2 separate regions of the Arachis hypogaea genome follow, and region 1 is linked to region 2. A link is a contact called in public Hi-C data. All regions are on one chromosome and are shown on one strand. Each heading gives the region's core, a stretch centred on a gene start, on an enhancer-like site or on the middle of the called end of the contact. The rest is flanking DNA. Distances are from core to core; before and after follow the strand shown. Region 1 holds the start of LOC112743880 (4-hydroxybenzoate polyprenyltransferase, mitochondrial). Region 2 holds the start of LOC112743875 (pentatricopeptide repeat-containing protein At3g22690-like).

Region 1 (6,844 bases), core at 1,089-3,588, 130 kb before region 2:
TCGTTTTATTTTTTCATTTCTTGAAAACATATTTCTTTTGTTCGTTTCCATTTCTATCTCTTTTTTTTTCCTCATACAAAAGAACACATGTAGGTGACAGAGCCAGAGCATGAAATGAAAGAGAGTCCAGAGATCAAAGACCTACATTTTCTTATATATATATAACCAATAAGCTCACAGTAATTCAAATCTATTTAATTACTAATTTTATATATACATACGAACAAATAAAATAAATAAAATAGAAAAGCAGCATATTTTCTAGTACTCACTAAGAACTTTGATCAAACATGTGGCTCGCATCACTAACCGTGTAGCTACAGATTCAAACACGGTATCCTATCTAACAACCCATTCATTATATTCAAAAATATTTCTACCATATTCAAAACAATTGGAAAAACAAGAAGAAGAAATTGTGAATGCTGGTATATTTGACCTGGGAATATGAATTGAAGGCTCTTCTTTGTATAGAGGAAGAGAGAGAAGAAAGGTTATTGAAGCTCATGGGCATGGGAACAAAGGGCTTGAGTATTTTGATAGCATCTGCCGCCGTCATTCCGAGGAGGAAACACCACACAACATGCTTGCAAACTCGGAAGCCATTGCCAACTGCCAAGTAGAGAAAAGGAACTCTAATAATAATAATAATAACAATAATAATAATAATAATAACTCACAAGTCACAGCCGTCGCATTTTCTCAAGGATGCGAGAACCGGACCGGTCATCGAACCGGTCGAGTGACTGGTTCAATGGTTCAATCGGAGTTGAACCGTGGTTGAACCGGTTTAATTAAATATAGAGTAAAATTATAAAAAATTCAATACATAATTTTAAAAATTTAAATTCAATCATTTCTAAACTAATAAAATTCAAAATTTAACAATTTCACAAAATAAATTATTCATAATTTATCATTAAAAGTCACCACCAGTTCACAAAATTAAAGCATTTTGTCTATGAAATCACCTAAATTGCAAGAAGTTTGAGCATTCCACTCATTTAGGTGTTTTCATGACAGAAATAACATCAAGCACAAGCATGAAGAGCTACCATGAGCAATGGATAAACATGAGTTTCATAACTTAAACAAGCATCAAGAGACAACCCAAAGTGCATTATTCTTGAACAATTTGCCTAAACAAAGAGTGGTTCAAACTATATGGTAACTACAACATATAATTCAAACTCAAAGCATCAGAGGCATTTAATCGAACACCTAGCATGCAATGTACAAATTCAGCATAAACAAACAAACTTCAGCTGTAATGCTTACCCATTCAACAACTTCCACACTTAATACAGCCAAACACAATAATAAATAGAAGTAATCAAGCTTATATAAGCAAGCAAAGCATCAGCCAACCGACAAATTTCCAATTCTCAAAACTTGCAACAAACCTAGAATCTACAAACTGAACTACCTTATTCCAACAACCTAGAATCCACTAACGGAAATAAAAAATACAACTAAACTAATGTAGAACAAACTATAGAATTAAAGCTAAACAAAACAGCAAGAGAAAACAGAACAAAAACCTGAAGTACTAGTCAAAGATGGAAATGAAGAAGGGAGGAAAGAGTTGCTGTCGTACTATGATGCTGCCACGACCAGAGACGGCAATGAGAGGTCGCCGCAGACCAAGAAACTCTACGAAAAGAGGATGGAACAGAGGCTCAGCTTCGACTCAGAGATAGAAAGTCGCAGATTGAGAAAATTGAACCTACATCAACAGAGCAGAATTGAAAAATTTGAACCTACAACAACAGAGCAGAATTGAAAAATTGAACCTACATCAAATGCTTTTAAAATAACAGAATGATTAATCATATAATTAACAACATAAAAACAACTAAAAAACAGAACAAGATGTCAAGAGAAGAACTCTGCATCTGAAGAACATCAACCTACTTCAAATCTGCCCTAAATTCTTCAATGAATAAAAAATAAAAAATTTAATTGAAGAACAGACGAACAAAAGAACAGAAACAAAAGGGCAGAGCACAGAAGAACAGAAGAACAAAAACAAAAACTAAAAAAGATTGAAGAACAGAAGAACTCAGTAGTCACTAGTCAGTACTCACCGGCGGCGAGGAGGAAGGTGAGCAACGGCGACGACAGAGGAGGCGACACCGGCGAACACAGAGAAGGCAAGCTCGGCGATGACAAGGACGCGGCCTTCAAACCCGTCGCTGCAGAACGCGGTGGCTGGCTGGCTGCTCGATTGGTTGCTTGTTGTGGCTTCTATGGTTCCAGCGAAAGAGAGGAGAGATGAGTTTGTGAAGAGTGAAGAGTGAAGAGTGAAGATGGGTTAACGGGGAAGATTTAAGGCTTCGTTCGTTTAGTTTTTTTTTTTTTTTATATATACAAAACGACGCCGTTTAGAGGGGGTTATTTCCGAACCGAAAACCCTTTAAAAAACCGGACGGTTCTCATGGTTCACCAATTAACCGCCGGTTCGACCGATTTTTCACCGATTTTTTGCTAGACGGTTTCTGATCTTATCTGGACCAGTTAGATAAACGGTTTCCGATTAATCCGATTGAACTGACCGGTCCGATTCGGTTTTTAGAACCATGCATTTTCTTTCGCCGGATGTTCTCGTAATTACTATGTGTGTGTTTGGATTATAATTTGTAAACCGGAGTTTGTAATTTGTATAAAAGTGATTTTGTAAACTTAATTTGGATAAAAAGTAAGTTTGCGTTAATGTGATTTATGTTTGGCAATCTTTCTATCAAAATGGATTATAGTATAATAAATATTGTTTGGAATATACTATTCAAAATCACTTTTAGATTAAAATTACTAAAAGAGACATCAATTTAAATAATTTTTTATATTATCCTATCATTTTACTTTAAATATCTGAATAAATCTTATTAATTTATTTTATAATAAAATTAATATTTACTTACTAAATTAAAGTAACATATAAAATATTGATAAAATATATTTTAATACATAAAAATACTAAAGGGAGTACTATACATTTTATAATGTCAAACAAAAAGAAAATGTTCTATATTATTTTATAACGTGATTTATGTTTGGTAATTTTATTCAAAATGGATTATAATAAGCTAAATATTATTTGGAATACATTATTTTAAATCACTTTTAGATGAAAAATTACAAAAAAAAATATGAATTTAAATAATTATTTTATCATTTTATTTTAGATATTTAAATAAATTTTAATATTTTTTTAGTATTCTCAATACTCTTTAATATTCTAATAGGATTAATAAAATCATAATTAAAAACAAAAAAATATTCCATACAAAAAAAAATAAAATAACGATAAAAAAATTTATATAAATAAAAAATAATAAAAAATTTATAAAAAAAATAAAAATATGCATGAAAGAGTATTAGAAAAATAATATTATAAAAAAAGTAACAAAATTTATCGTATAAATAACAAAGGATACAATTGGTACATAGAAATAAAGTTCAGTCCTGAAAAGTTGAACGTAAAAACTATAAATTATAACTTTTGGTAAATGTGGATTGAAGGGTAGAATCAAATTTATGTTTAGAGTACCAAAAAATAAAACTTTCAAAAAAACTAAACAAACTTTTGATACTTCAAATCTAATCCAAACATATCCTATATGATCTCTAAACTATAATTTTTTAAAACAAAAATACAGTTTTACCATATTATCATACACAATTATCACTATAATACAACTAATTATATTCATGAAGAAAAAGACGTAACTGGTGATATAAAAAAGAACTTATATATTTATCAATTAAAATTAAAATTAAATTATAATTCCAACATACTTTTTTTAAATCTCAAATCATGATTTGAACTTTAGACCTACATCCTAAAAGAATAATTAAATTAAATTTTATGATTATTGTTATATATAAATTTGGTTTATATTTTTTCCATATACAAATCCAAATTCAAACTCAAGTATTCACTGCCCAGAAAGGAAAAGAAAAGAATACCAATAATTCATAACCCACCACATCCAATATTATACAAAAAAGCCCAACACACTAATCATCATTAATAATTATAACATCTCGTTGCCCCATTTAAATACCTAAAAAAAAAGTTATAACATCTCGAATTCTCAATCAATATAAAAAAAAATTATAACATCTCGATTTGATCTAGTTGTTAGTTAGTTAACCCGCTTAAACAAGTGTGGAAAGTTTAAATCCAGTTTTATGCCTTTAAATAAAATTCAATACTGTGATGGATTAATTTTTGATCTATTAGATTAAGAAATACGGTAAGAAATAAAAAAAAATTATAACATCAATTCTCAATGGGGAGGACTGAAGTGGATTGGGGCCTCTGGGCCTGTGCTTAAGAATTTGGACTGAAAAACTTCAGAAAAAAGAGAGAATTTGGATTTTAGATTTTAGTGTAGGAGATGTGTATCATATTTTTTCTTTTTGTAAAAAGATTATATTCTGATGTGTTGCATCTTATGTGTAAAAATTTAGATGTCTCTATTTCTAATAACAATATGAAAAATTGAGAGAGAACGTATGATCTATAATAACATGAAAAATGGAATATCTCTATAGAAGATATTTATATCTAGATTTGTCCTCAATATAATATCCCTAATGCTTCTTACGATATGTGGGAATTTATTAGTTGTCATCAAGTTCTTAGAAAAATATTTTTTTTTATTTTTAGTGTATATAAAAAAATATTAGTAGTAAAAATAAGAATTTTAAAAAATAAAAAAATTATTTTTAAAAAATTATAATTTATATCTTTTTTTAAAGATTTTTGTTATTTTAAAAAATATGTTTTTAATATAATAAATAAAAAATATTTTATATTATTATATCTAAATATAATTATTAATTAAAAAAATATTTTTATATGACATATTTAAATATAAATTTATTTTTATTTTTTAAAAAAATCTATAAATTTTTTTTTATAAAAATTCACCAAAACAAACTTTAAGTACTGTTTGACTTTTTATGAATGAAAGTTCTCTACGGATGATATTGTATATCAAAATTTATTTTCTCAAATTTATTATCTATGTCACTAATGCTTCTTATAATCTGTCGTTTCACTTTTTTAATAAATGAAAGTTCTTTCTTCTATAAAAAATGATTGAAATTGGCCAAAGTGTTTAGACGTCGACAAATTTTTATTAAGACAATGGAATAAATCCTTTTCTTCTTCAAAAATTTTTATTTAGGCAATGGAATAAATATTTTTCTTCTTCCATATTATTCGTGCATATTTTATTTTTATCTCTCTTATTTTTTTATTCTCTCTTAGTTTTTCAAATTTAATAGACAAGATTATTCTATATAGTAGGAACTTTTTTACTCCATGAAATGTATAAGAATGTCTCTCTGGTCACTATATAGAGTCTGTAGTACCTTGTAATAAATTTATATAGGTTTTAAAAAAATGTTAAATAAATTCACGAGAATACTTTGCGATAGATTTATAGGTCCTTGAAGAAAAATATAGCAAATTACTAAAAACTGCAATGGTGGACCTATATGTGTCTTAGCTTACGGAATGGTATGAAAGATTGATGATAGATAACTCCAGTATTGCAATTTTGCAAAAATCTAGTTGTTTAATTTTTTTTTTTAAGGATTTATTTGGTATTCTTTGAAAAAATTATAAGTTTATCACAAAATTTTTCAAAAATTTACTTGATATTTTATTTTTTAGAAAAACATATAAGTAGTAGTTATACTTAATTAGTTAATTTTGCTTTTGTTTTTTTTATTTAATCCAAAAGTGATGATGAACAAAAAGGCAGCGATGCTTTTTTTCTTTCTTTGATGCCAAATCGGTATGGGAAACGTATTTGTAGGAACCATGTATATGTACATCAATCATACTACGGCTTGATTTGGTAAAGCTTTTTGAAGAGGTATTTGTGCTTTTTAAAAGCTCAAGCTCTTCATTTTGTGTTTGGTAAATAAAAAAGATCATGTGCTTGTGCTTGCAGCTTTTAAAAGAGCGATGTACTTTTGAAAGCACCTAAGATAGAACTTTTTAAAGTTGACTGGTGCTTTTCAAAATTTAAAAATCTAATATAACCCCATATGTTAACTAATTTTCAAATTTAATGCTTGTATTTATGTCTATTATAGTATTTTTAAATTTTAAAAGTTATTTTACCAAATACAATTATTATTGCTTGTGATTATTAAAAGAAATTTTTAATTTAATTTACCAAACATAAATATTACAACTTTTAAAAAGTTATCTTTTAAAAGTTAGCTTTTATAAGCTACTTTTGAAAAGTAAAAGCTTTACCAAATTAAGCCTACATATATACTAAAATAAATCAGCCACTAAAATTAATTATTAATATAAAATATATATTAAAAATAAATTAAATAATATATATTTACACATGAATATATTAATAATTAATTTTAATATTAAAATATCACTTTTGTACGTACATATATACACATACACACTAAATGCCACTAAAATCTCCGTTCATCAAGAAATTAAAACAAAGCTCGCACATATTGATGTGGACGTCACATATATACAACTCTATTATTGATTTATGTGTTATGATGATATAATTATTTGTGTTGGTATTATAGTCTTAGTGATCAACTTTCAACTATCAAACAGCGTCTCATATATAGAGGCTTAATTTACACTTAATTAACGACCTTAATGAATATAAAAATAACCATGGACACATACAAGAATTAGGAGGAGCATGGTTTAAGTATTATTATTTTTTTCTTTTCGTATTCTAGAGGATGTTAGATTATAGATATGGTTTGTTAGTCTCTAATCTCTATCCTGCAAGTATCTGTGTTACTAAAAAAGTGCCCTGCTCTGCTAGGGTAT
Region 2 (7,030 bases), core at 3,204-5,703:
AAAATTGTACCAGACATTAATACTACTACTTTTCATAAATTAAAAGCTCAAAAAAACTACTTTTGAAGCTTCCCAAACGGGCTTGCATGGAATGATGTGGGATGATGCATTTGATGATATAAACTTCTCTCCATAATATTAAAGCTCCAACTTCCAACCCTATTTTTCTTCTTCTCCTACTCTTCAATGGCACTGATGCACTGTTTTTTTTTTCCAATGATTTACATCTAGTCTTCACCACAGTTATAGTAGAATTTAACTATAACAATCTCAAGATTACAATCACCAATTTCAAGACCAAGACAAAGACAAAAATGAACAAACTAAACCGGTTCAATACCTAGACAAACAAACTACTATACCGTGCTTCACAAATTGATACCTAGCAAAACTAACTCTCCAAAACAGTACAAATCAAGATGGGAACAAACGGAAAATGTGCGGTGTTATAGGCTTTTTTCCAAAATATTCTCTCAAATAATCATATGCCTTTTTCTTAGTACTATATAGAAAGACTAAAAAAACTGAATATCAAATACAAACTAAAATGAAAAAGAAAGACTCTCAATTGTGTAGTGGTTGATATTTGAATTGTTCTCCTTGACATTCATCAAACCTTGTTCTTATATCAAAAACAATTCTTTAGCTAGTCGTTGTAGCTGATTAAGTCATCATTAATTACGTAATTTATTTCTTTCTATAACCAGTAGCTACCTTTTCAAATGCTTTTCAAATCTTGCTCATAATGTTTGATTATTTTTAAATATGTTCCAATTAATGCAATGTGTTCAACTATCCGTTGCTTGATGACAACTCTGGCCATTGCTGTCCATAATCATCATCATTGTTATATCAGAAATTCTTCGCATACAAGCGATTAAGGCTTGTAAGCCTTACAAGTCTAATTAAAACTAACGCTCAAAACGCGCTTCTTCTTCTTCTTCCTCTTCGTCTTTTTCTTTTTTTCTTTCGTTTCTTGCCTTCTTTTTCTCCTCCTTCTTCTTCTTGCTGCACGTTCTTCTTCCTCTTCATCTTCTTCTTCTTCTTTTCTTTCGTTTCTTGCCTTCTCTTTCTCATTCTTCTTCTTCTTCTTGCTGCACATTCTTCTTCCCCGTCTTCCTCTTCTTCTTCATTTACGTGCTTTTCTCTCTGTTTTCTTTCTTCATTATTCTCGATTTCCATTGTTTTTTGACATCAAGCTCTGAAATCGTTTTTGAAGAAGAAGAAGCAGTAGAAGATGAGGAGGAGAAAGAGAAAGAGTTCTGAATTATGCATAAGGTGTACTTCAACGAATTTTGGGTGTATTTCTTAAATCCTTTGGGTGTAGTTTTGTAATCCTTTGGGTGTATTTCTGTAATCTTTTGGGTGTATTTCTATAATCGTTTGGGTGAATTTTTGTAACCGTTTGGGTGTATTTCTGTAATCCTTTGGGTGTATTTCTGTAGTTCCATTATCTTCAAAACTATTTTAAAGCTTGATTTCAGAAACCATGAAAATAAAAAAAAAAAAAAAAGAGGAAGAAGAAGAGGAAGAGAAGTCATTCATAATACATGGTGAGTGTAGTACTTTGAAAACAGAAAACGGTTGAATAACGCATTAAAAGGCCCGTATGTAGCAACTTGCAAGACTTGTAAATCAAAAAGACTTGTATGTGTAGCAGGCCTCTTGTTATATGTTTCCTTTTCAATTTTTGGTAACAATCTCTTTTAATTTGACACCAAATAAGTAATTATATCAATTTCAAAGATAAAACTTTATAACATATTAAGTTAAGCCATTAACCAATCAATCAATATAATTAATTAAATGTTTGTCATCACAAATAATTATAAGATCATTTTCAGACTCAATAATCTCTCTCTTGATAGCAAACATTTTAAAATAGAGAGCATTTAAAGAGAATGAACAAGATTAGGATAACTTCTCGTTTATTCGCAGGAAAGATCTCCTCCTGAATCCAGAGATTAAAGCTCCCATGAATTTGTGTTATAGTCTTTTAGCTGAAAGATCACAGTGCAGCAACATAAACCTTAATAGACCAAGTCTTAGAACATGAACCACAAGTTTAGCAAACATGACCAAAGATTAAACCATAAGTAACAGTTTTTCTCTCCCTTTTGTCATCAAAGGAGAAAATGAAGCACCTACAAGATTAGATACCAAAAAACTGAAGCAAATAAGTGTTTTTATGGTTATACAGTCATTCAAAAGTATCTTAAAAACAACAAGAGCAGTAAATGATGACTAGAGTCAATAGGCATCAGAACTGGCCGAATGTTCATCCTCAGCATCCTCATCATCAGAAAAAATGTGCTTAGAGGTAAGATCATCGATGTACTATTTCAGGATATCAATTCTTCCTTTAAATTTTTTCAGCTTGGACTCAACAATTCCATCTCGGCGCCTTTGCTCATCTAGATAGGCTTGTTGCGCCTCCACATGATTTCCAAACTCCTGAACTAAATCTCTCATATACCAGTGAGCTCAATGACCTTGGAGCTGTTTGAGGACCGGGAGGCCTTCGAACTACCAGCCCCTCCTACAACCGGCTTTCCCTTACCTCTTGCACTTGCACTAGTTTTCTTGGCAGCCTTCCCTCCTTTCAAAAATGAAGAACACTCCTCATAAACTTTATTAGATAAATCAATATTGTGAAGTTCAAAGATTATGATTCGTCGCATGCTTGAATGAGTCCAAATACTAAACTGCAAAGTGAACTACTTTCAAGTTCTGCCAAGTTTCTATAGAAAATTGACCAACAAATCCAGAATGGATTCATTGTTAACAAATTTTAACCAAGATCTCATAATCCAGTGAAAAATAAATTGAATGACAAATTTAAATAAAACAAGCTAAGTGGTTTTTGATTAGTATAAAACACTGAAGGAAGCTAATAAACGAGGGAAGAAGAACACAAGTTGTTTGTTAGGCCCTTGGCTAGTTACTCGAATTTAGTTAGAACATTACTCTTATCTGTTGCTTCTTTTTTTTTTGGACAGTAAAATTTCATTGATAAAAAACTGAAGGCCTAGCCTTTTACATAGATTTATCATTACAAAGCACTGTTCTAAACTAAACCAATAGTTTTAAACAATGAAAAACTAACTATCCAGCATTAAATCACTTCAGATTATGTAGCATTCTGCACCAGACCACTAATAATTCATTAAAGCTGGCACTCTGATCTGTTCTAACATGGATATCAGAGTTTTGCTCTGTACAATTGTTATTTGGACTTGGCCCTATATAGATTAAATAACCCAATTGTTGCAACTTCCTCTTCTGGCTTGGCCCAATCTAAAGTAAACTCCTAATACTTTAGCCAATTCATTGTTACCTATATAAGCCTTGATGTTCCTTCAGAGCTAATCAAAATCTTTCAAGAAGGTGATAGAGGAGCCTCTTAGACTGAGTAGTTTGCATCTAATTTCGTTGTTCTTTTTGGGCTTTTAAGTCCCGTTTTAATACCCAAAAAAAAGCCTTGATGTATGCCTACTCCCTAGGTTCAACAGTAGATCTGAAGCCAATGAGCCATAGCTCACACGGCATTCCGCCTCCTCCCCATTTCAAAAGTTTCGGGTTCGAGTCCTACCAGCTGCAACTGAAAAAAAAAATTGGTAAGTATGTGAGGAGTGTGTGGGTATGTACTGTGTACCTAGGATTGGGGGTTGTCCAATCCACCGATAAAAAAAAAAAAAGTAGATCTGAATGATTTTTAATTCTTGTACTACAAGTCTACAACCTTGAGACTTATTCATGGGCATAAAGAAAAGTAGTATCTTTTCAGATTTCTCCCAACAAATCCATAAAGACATATCTAATGCTATTGATATAAGCACAAGGACCATACTATCTCTAAATTCTAAAACCTGCTATGAAAGGTATGTCATTTTACCATCAATGAATCTGACTGCTTCACTCATGAGCCACTACATTTCTTGTGACAATCTAGAATTTTAAGTTATTCTTGGTCTTGGGTGTAACCAAACTATATTTTAAAGGAAATATCATTTGAAAACACCTATAATAATAATAGAGGGGGAGAGAGAGAAATCACATGCTTACCAGATCACCTATACAGCCAACTGCCATCAAAAGGCATTGTGATGACAAATGGAAGGGAAGGCATTCTAGTTAGGATTTCCTTAGTTTCTGCCAACGACACAAGACACTAACACCGGTTAACTGGAAACTTGTTGCCTCGACTGCACATGATTATGTCGTTTTCTCAGTAGCTCAGCTTCTCTGGCTATCTGGATATACAAAGGCCAAAAGATTTGGCAAACAACTTTACAAGTAAAGCGAAGGAGTTATCCAATATGTAGGGGACACTGCCAGATGATAAATAGTCCTGCATTAATTTAGCGACATGTTACCTACTACTTATTATGTCAAATGGGTATTGATTCGTTATAACAAAATTCTCATAGGAAGAAACATGTAACTAACCAGTAATTGGGAAACCAAGACTATCATGCAACCATATGTAAATAGTACTTGAAGATTTTGGTGCTGCTCCTCCAAGTGAGAGCTTCCCCAGTTTCACTGAAACTACAAAATTCACAACTAATTAAAAATATATATAGTTATATAAATCAGTTAATCACTTCAAACAAAATAGCTGAAGCATACTTCAGATTTAGCACTTACCTAGCTAACAGCATATCAAATCAAATAATAAGAAAGGAAAATAATTATTAATTTTCAATCACAAGACATCCCTTCAACTCCCCAACATCAGTTCTTAAAAAAAACCAGTGTTCACAATTACCATGGCGGCGAAGGCCCTTCCTCCCTCTTCTGTGGGCACTTCCCCAGCTATCCAGCCTCCGAAACCCATCACCACCGACCTACCGTCATCGCCGCCATCGCTAAAGCTTATTGGAAGTTGCCACAGCCTCACGGAGCTCAAGCAGTTACACTGCCACTTCATCAAGAATGGCCTTTCTCACAGCGCTTTTCACCTCAACAACCTTATCGCCGCTTACGTCGACGTGGGCACCCACCACAGCCTCGACTACGCTCGAAAATCTTTCGATTATTTCTATGAGGAAACAGCCGCGGTTTCCTTGTTCGCCTGCAACTCTCTCCTCAGAGGTTACGCTTCAACTGGCCTTTGCGACCAGGCTATCTTGCTCTACATTCACATGGCGGAGATGGGCGTTTTACCCGATAAGTTCACCTTCCCGTCCTTGCTGAGTGCGTGCTCCAAAGTTATGGCTTTTGCTGAGGGTCTTCAAGTTCATGGTGCGCTTCTTAAGATGGGTTTCGAGGGAAATATCTTCGTCAGAAACTCTCTCATACATTTCTACGCGGAATGCGGCAGAGTTGACTTGGGACGCAAGGTGTTTGATGGAATGCTTGAGAGAAATGTTGTGTCTTGGACTAGTTTGATCAATGGGTATGTTGGGAGGGACTTGCCCAAGGAAGCTGTTTCTCTGTTCTTTGAGATGGTTGACACTGGGATTCAACCCAATCCAGTTACCATGGTTTGTGTTATATCTGCTTGTGCCAAGTTGAAGGATCTTGAATTGGGGAAAAAAGTTTCTTCTTATATTGGTAAGTTGGGCGTGAAGCTTAATGCTGTCATGGGGAATGCACTCGTTGATATGTACATGAAATGTGGAGACATAGATAATGCAAGCAGAATTTTTTATGAATGTGTTGATAGGAATTTGGTTATGTACAATACGATCATGTCGAATTATGTCCAACATGGGCTGCCAGGTGAAGTGCTAGTAGTTTTGCGTGAAATGCTGCAACAGGGACCACGCCCAGATAAGGTGACAATGTTGTCTACAATTGCGGCCTGCGCGCAGTTAGGTGATCTATTTGTTGGGAAGTCGTCCCATGCTTATGTCTTAAGAAATGGACTTGAAGGTTGGGAAAATATTTCCAACGCCATCATCGACATGTACATGAAATGTGGTGAGAGAGAATCTGGGTGCAAAGTATTTGAGCAGATGCCAAACAAGACAGTGGTGACATGGAATTCGCTAATTGCTGGTTTGGTTAGGGATGGTGATGTGGAATTAGCTTGGAAAATCTTTGATGATATGCCAGAGAGTGATCTTGTGTCTTGGAACACTATGATTGGTGCTTTGGTTCAAGTAAGCATGTTTCAGGAAGCGATTGAGCTATTCAGGGAGATGCAAAACCAGGGAATTGAAGCAGACAGAGTGACCATGGTTGCTGTTGCTTCTGCCTGTGGATATCTAGGAGCTCTTGATCTTGCTAAGTGGGTCTATACCTACATTGAGAGAAATGACATTCAGATTGACAAGCAGCTCGGCACAGCTTTGGTTGATATGTTTTCTAGGTGTGGTGATCCCCAGAGTGCTTTGCGTGTTTTCACGAAAATGGACAAACGAGATGTGTCAGCTTGGACTGCTGCCATCGGTGTTATGGCAATGGAAGGAAATACAAAGGGGGCTATTGAGCTTTTCAATGAGATGCTCAAACAAGGGGTTAGACCAGACGATGTTGTTTTTGTAGCATTATTGACTGCATGTAGCCATGGTGGCTCTGTGGACCAAGGTAGGCAACTTTTCAGGTCAATGAAGACAACTCATGGAATCAGTCCTCGGATTGTTCACTATGGATGTATGGTTGATTTGCTTGGTCGAGCTGGGTTGTTGGAAGAAGCTCTTGATCTTATTCAATGTATGCCTATGGAACCTAATGATGTTATATGGGGCTCTCTTGTAGCTGCTTGTCGGAAACATAATAATGTCGAAATGGCACAATATGCAGCTGAGAAGATAACTCAACTGGACCCTGAAAAGGTTGGCATTCATGTGCTGTTATCCAACATATATGCATCAGCTGGAAAATGGAATGAAGTTGCAAGAGTGAGGCTGCAGATGAGAGAAAAAGGGATCCAGAAAGTGCCGGGATCAAGCTCAATAGAGGTTCATGGACTGATACACGAGTTTACCTCTGGCGATGAATCGCACGCAGAGTATACTCAAATTGGATTAATGCTACAGGAGATAAACTGCAGGCTAAGCGAGGCTGGATATGTCCCTGA

What was found. A called contact is a pair of places that touch in the nucleus more often than the background predicts.
Region 1: a Hi-C map of an unstated tissue shows a contact between it and region 2, with 6 times the contacts expected there. The contact joins the promoter of LOC112743880 here to the promoter of LOC112743875 in region 2. A contact is called at or near these places in 3 of 8 Hi-C or Micro-C datasets (leaf and an unstated tissue).

The regions. Positions count from the first base shown.
Region 1 is chr14:120,515,778-120,522,621 of arahy.Tifrunner.gnm2.J5K5, reverse strand. LOC112743880 (4-hydroxybenzoate polyprenyltransferase, mitochondrial) reads right to left here and starts at 2,338. Exons shown (of 13, transcript XR_011871193.1): 1 at 2,088-2,338; 2 at 1,598-1,726; 3 at 440-612.
Region 2 is chr14:120,383,470-120,390,499 of arahy.Tifrunner.gnm2.J5K5, reverse strand. It overlaps LOC112743875 (pentatricopeptide repeat-containing protein At3g22690-like), which reads left to right and starts at 4,453. Exons shown (of 1, transcript XM_025793275.3): 1 at 4,453-7,030. The coding sequence starts at 4,773. It overlaps LOC140178333 (a long non-coding RNA gene), which reads right to left and starts at 4,230. Exons shown (of 2, transcript XR_011871190.1): 1 at 4,066-4,230; 2 at 2,046-2,599.